Linked DNA regions of Ovis aries: region 1 is linked to region 2. A link is a contact called in public Hi-C data. All regions are on one chromosome and are shown on one strand. Each heading gives the region's core, a stretch centred on a gene start, on an enhancer-like site or on the middle of the called end of the contact. The rest is flanking DNA. Distances are from core to core; before and after follow the strand shown.

Region 1 (2,837 bases), core at 116-2,615, 120 kb after region 2:
TGTATCATTTTAAATTATGTATATAGCATTTAAGGTGTATAGTGACTTATATAATTACTGTTGCTTCATGTGGCCTACATAGGATGTACCAATTTAGCAGATGATGTCACTCAAATCACATGAAAACTCCCCTTAGAATTCCCTGGTGGTCCAGTGGCTAACACTCTGCGCTGTCTGTGCAGGGGGACTCCATTCAGTCCCTGGTTTGGGCACTAGGATTCTGCATGCTACTGGTACCCCTCCACCCACCCCAAAATAGTCCCCTTAATCTTCCTGTCTGAATTCATGGAAATCACAAGTCTGGAGAAGTATTTTCATACCAATAACATTGTCCATGAAATCTTGACAACTTCTTACCTTCTCCCCTCTCCTTACACCACCTTCTCCCACAAGCTTGGCATCGCTTCACAGTAAAGGTCCACCCATGACAAGCCCCAGTGTGTAGTGGGTCTGAACCCTTGCCTGGATCCACAGCCAGAAATGGGATGTGGTCCAAGGAACAGCCTAGACGAGTGCCAACAGGGACACGTGGCAAGGGTTCTCCTTGCTTTCTGACACTCTTCAGCTGTCGTCTCCCAGGGAAGAGGAGCCTTGGCCATCATCCCCTCCTCCTACAAGTCTGTGTTGTAACTGCCTCAACATCCCCTTTTGGCTGAGTTGGTGAATCCAAGAAGGGTAATGCTTGCCATGAGCATCAGCTGGAGTCCTCCACAGTATGTTGACTCCACTAGAGCCGGGTGGGTGGTGCCAGCGAGGTGGCTGGGCCCCTAGAGGAAGCGTGTAACTAACCCTGGGCAACAGCCTGAAGACTTTGGTGGCAGACGCCCCGCCCTGTGCTCTCAAGCGTGGGCGGGTGCATGTTTTCTAGGCCAGCAGCTCTAGAGGACAGCCAACAGGCTCCACCATCAGTTCTGGTAAAGGAAATATATGCGAGGAGGCCAAACTGGAAGTGAATAAGAGACCATGATGTTCAAGGTTAGATAGGAAGAGCTCCTGACGCAGAAGTGGGTTTTCCCTTTTAAAATGAAGATGGCCACAGCTGATGTGGCCTCCTGTGTGTCCTCTGGTGATCACCATCCTCTAGTCTCCTACTGAGGAGAGGGGAGATGGCCTTGGATTCCCAAAGTAGCCTCACAAAGGGAGGAGGCCCAACTCCGCCCAGCCATTTTCACATTTCCCCTGTGAAATTCACCAGCACTCGGAGCTCTGAAGATCCAAGCGTGCTCACCTGAGTGGCAGTCTGTGAGTGGCAGTCTGTGGGGAGAGAACGTAAGATTTCTTTCCTGCTGCTCCCTTTACTGTCTCCCTACGGAGCCCTAAGTAGACAAAATATTGGGCCAAAGGGCCAAATAATCTTGTTTGGGGAATCTCAGCATCTCATTTTCCAGCCAAGCACTTTCCCCATCCTGTAACTTTCCAGTTGTAATTCGGGGAATATTATTGATAACTCTGACACCTGGTGGTCACTTCAAAAACTGCACTCTGGGAGGATCGACAGTCTTCTGATTACTTTTAAGTTTTTGTTTTTCCGGTTCCAATTTCAATGTAAATAAGATATACTTTATACCTTAGTTAGTCTTACTAATTGAATTATTTATGAGTAAAATTCTTGAGAATGCATTTAACAGAATACACTTGTATAAAACATTTCTGTAAAGACATACCCCAAACTGCATGTTACGGTCCTTGGAGTGAAGCTAGGTTTGGAGGGGAGGGGGAACTTATTTACTTTACACCCACTAGTTATGTCTGAAATTGATTTTAAGCGGGAAGGAAGGGTTACTCTGAGTGTGGCTGGAGGACCCCACTTGGGCAGGAGGCCCGGAAGTCCAGGATATTCCCCTCCAGGGCTCCGACCCTCTCCTGGTTTTGTGTCCAGGGACCTGTAGTGCTTTCATGTGTTTGGAGGGCGTGGAGTATGGCTGGCCTCCCTCTGATCTTGTTCACTGTTGGTGGTGGGGGAGCCCAGCAGCTGAGCAGAGGCCGGTCCTGGGGAGCCGAGTGGCCAGAGTGCTGAAGCAGGGAAAAATTCCCCTCTCTCTTGATGGTCACGGGCTTCCCTGGTGGCGCAAGTGGTAAAGAACCTGCCTGCCAATGCAGGTGACATAAGAGATGCATGTCTGATCCCTGGGTCGGGAAGGTCCCTTGGAGGAGGGCTCGGCAACCCACTCCAGTATTCTTGCTTGGGAAATCTCATGGACAGAGGAACCTGGCGGGGTACAGTCCATAGGGTCACAAAGAGTCCAACACGACTGAGGCGACTTAGGAGGCATGCACGTTGGTGGTCACAGTAGTGAAGGAAGCAGCCATCCTGCCAGGTGTGGGCTGCCCGCTCCCCGAGGTCGTGCTCCGCGGTGGGGCTCCAGCCTCAAATGGGGCTCCACTCATTTGAGTTTCTGACGCCTCGCAGGTGTAAGGCACCCGGAGCTAAACTTCACAAGGTGTGTGAGGCGAGGCCCCTTGAGGTGCGGGGCAAAAGCTCCCCAGATTTTAACCCCAGAGAAGTGGGCTGGGGGCAGATGTGGCCTGGGCCTGGCTGGCAGGAGCGCCCGGTCTGACAAAAGCCGTCGCCTTTTGACTAGCTTCTCTGTGCCTCTTACTGAGCAGCACCAGCATTGCCTTCTGCTCTTGAACACACCTCCCACCGCTTTCCCACCACTCCCGCTCATGATAACGTGCCTTCATGAGGGCGCGTGTGTTGCACGTAGCCACTTTCCAAGTATGTGCTCTGGACAGCAAACACTCCTCTCGCATGACTGTGCCCATTCACCCAGCTTACCAGCCAGCAGCCCAGAAACACTGGGTGACTGGGTGACCGCAGAGGAAGTTGCAAGGTG
Region 2 (2,700 bases), core at 155-2,654:
TTAGAAAGAAAGTGACAGTCTCTCAGTCCTGTCCGACTCTTTGCGATCCCATGGACTGTAGTCCACGGAATTCTCCAGGCCAGAATACTGAAGTGGGTAGTCTTTCCCTTCTCCAGGGGATCTTCCTGACCCAGGAATCAAACCGGCGCCTCTTGCATTGCAGTTGGATTCTTTACCAACTGAGTTATCAGGGAAGCCCAAGCGATTAGGTTTGAAGTATATTTTGAAGGTAAAGCCAAGTAGGTCACTGATTAATTGGTTACAGGAAGCAAGAGTCAGAATGAGTCTTAAGATTTGGGGCCTTAACAAATGGATGGATGGTGCGATGTCATTTACTGGAATAAACAACACAAAGAACAGAACAGTTTGGAGAAGAAGATCAATACTCTAAGTTGAAATCCTATAAGATACTCATGAGCAGATGTTGAGTAGGCAGCTGGATATATCAATCTGGAATTCAAGATAAAATCAGCACTGGGTTATAAGATAAATTTTGAAGTCATGAATGAATGTGTAATATTTAAAGGTACTAGACTGGATGAGATCACCTAGAAGTGTGCATAGGTAGAATATAAAGAGAAGGTAAAAGCACAGGTGCTTAAGGCACTTCCAACATTTAAAGGTGACAGGAAGAAACAGATTCAAAAAACTGACGATATAGGAGCTGGAAGGGTAAAAGAAAAACAAGGTGAGAATATAGCTCTTAAAGTCTCTCTCCGTCCTTCTGAGTGCTTAGTAACCTAAATGTCCAAGGCATTTACGACACAATGCATTCCACTGACGATTATGAATTAAAAAAAAAAAGGGGGGGGCAGGTAAAGTGCCCGTTATAAAGTAAGATTCAGAGTACTTGTCTTTACTGGTGTCCGAACTTGACTCCAAGTTTCCTAAGAAAGGAAGTTAACGTATTCTTTATGACCCCGAAAGCAATTCGTCTCTACAAGGTTTCGAGGAATACTTCCTTCCCAACTTCACAAGATAGGAAATTTTAAACTCAAATGCCATCTCCACTCTCTTTACGGATCTGCACAAAAGTCAGGCAGATCCGGGCAGGCCCTCATCAAGCTGCTGCCTCTCATGGTTTCGGGCTGCGCCTTGAACCTCGGCCGCACAGTGAGGAGAAAGGGGCTTGAACCACCCGCGAAGAAGTGGAGTCGTCAACAGCCCCACGCTCGAATCCAGACTGGCACTGGCGGCAAGTCAGTCCGATCTGGAAGCCTTCCCCCCTTCTCCTAGCTACGGCGAGAAAGGGCCTCTGGGGCTCCTAAGCAGCGAACGCGGACCACTCTGAGAGCTGGCCGTGCAGCATACACACCTGGATGACGCGCTGCTTCAGTTTATTATCCACGAACCTCGCGGGCCTGGGCTTCATCGCAGATGCCTCTGCTGTTGCTGCACGAGCTTCACGTGAACCGGGGGCCTCCCCGAAGCTGCCCACGGCGATTGCCGGGCCAGCTGCCCACGGAAAGGCGCCCCAGCCGCCCTAGCCCACGCCGTTCCCTTCAAGACTTTCGTACCGCGAGTAAAGGGGAAAAAATCGCCGAGAACACGAAGGATATTTGAGAGAAGAAAGGAGTTTTTCAGAGTCTTATTTTACAGGCTTGTCCAAGAGGCCCTGGAAGACAAGGACCCATTTGAACACGCTCAACTTTATTGTTCCCGACTCTGCGGACACGCTCAGGGGCGGGAGCTGGGAGGTTCCTGAGGGGGCGTGGCCATCCACGTCTGTAAGATTTCTAGCCTGTCTAGTCGCACCGTTTGCGAATTTAGTTGATCTTGACCTGGAATCTTAAAACCGAAACTAGATAATTGTGATGATTAGATCAGGGTAAAAACACACCGCCACCCTCCTGCTTATTCCACCCAGTGACCCACGTTAGTGAGTCCCAACAAAGGGGCTTGGTGTCCGAAAAAAAAAAAAAAAAATTAGCTTAACCAGAAAACTAAACCATCTGTTACATTTGGGAATCGCTTGGTCTTATGATATTTTCGGCAGATAATTCCTTGAGCACATCCACTGGCAGACTCCATCTTGGGCTAGAAACTGCCGGGATTTTTTAAACTGTATGTATTTGCCCCCAAAGAAGTTTATCTTGCATCACAGAAGATACAAATAAAGAATCAATTTTCAAAAAATTTACTGTCTTTAGTTTCTACCTGTTTGCTTGTTTCAATCGTGTTCTCAGTATTCTTATTTGAGGTCTTGCTTGGCTTATGAGACTATTAAGTGCAGCCTATGTGTCAGAAAATTTGGGAAACTCAGCAGTGGCACAGGCCTGGAAAAGATCAGTTTTCATTCCAATCTCAAAGAAAGGCAATACCAAAAATGCTCAAACTACCGCACAATTGCACTCATCTCACATGCTAGTAAAGTAATGCTCAAAATTCTCCAAGCCAGGCTTCAGCAATACATGAACCATGAACTTCCTGATGTTCAAGCTGGTTTTAGAAAAGGCAGAGGAACCAGAGATCAAATTGCCAACATCCACTGGGTCATGGAAAAAGCAAGAGAGTTCCAGAAAAATATCTGCTTTCTTGACTATGCCAAAGCCTTTGACTGTGTGGATCACAATAAGCTGTGGACAATTCTGAAAGAGATGGGAATACCAGACCACCTGACCTGCCTCTTGAGAAACCTATATGCAAGTCAAGAAGCAACAGTTAGAACTGGACATGGAACAACAGACTGGTTCCAAATAG

What was found. Hi-C and Micro-C count contacts between places; a contact is called where the count stands out from the background.
Region 1: a Hi-C map of tail adipose tissue shows a contact between it and region 2, with 2.4 times the contacts expected there. The contact joins the enhancer-like site here to the promoter of NVL in region 2. A contact is called at or near these places in 2 of 16 Hi-C or Micro-C datasets (hypothalamus and tail adipose tissue).

What each region holds. Positions count from the first base shown.
Region 1 is chr12:26,844,031-26,846,867 of ARS-UI_Ramb_v3.0, forward strand. The region is part of intron 1 of LOC114108594 (peptidyl-prolyl cis-trans isomerase A-like); the gene reads left to right. Among named protein-coding and RNA genes, the nearest start is that of WDR26, 22 kb to the left of the region's middle. Within about 2 kb of position 1,366, at least 2 of the 54 cell types and tissues checked have an H3K27ac peak or open chromatin away from gene starts, as enhancers often do. A contact at or near this core is called in tail adipose tissue, where this site is marked.
Region 2 is chr12:26,727,532-26,730,231 of ARS-UI_Ramb_v3.0, forward strand. It overlaps NVL (nuclear VCP like), which reads right to left and starts at 1,405. Exons shown (of 24, transcript XM_060396352.1): 1 at 1,316-1,405.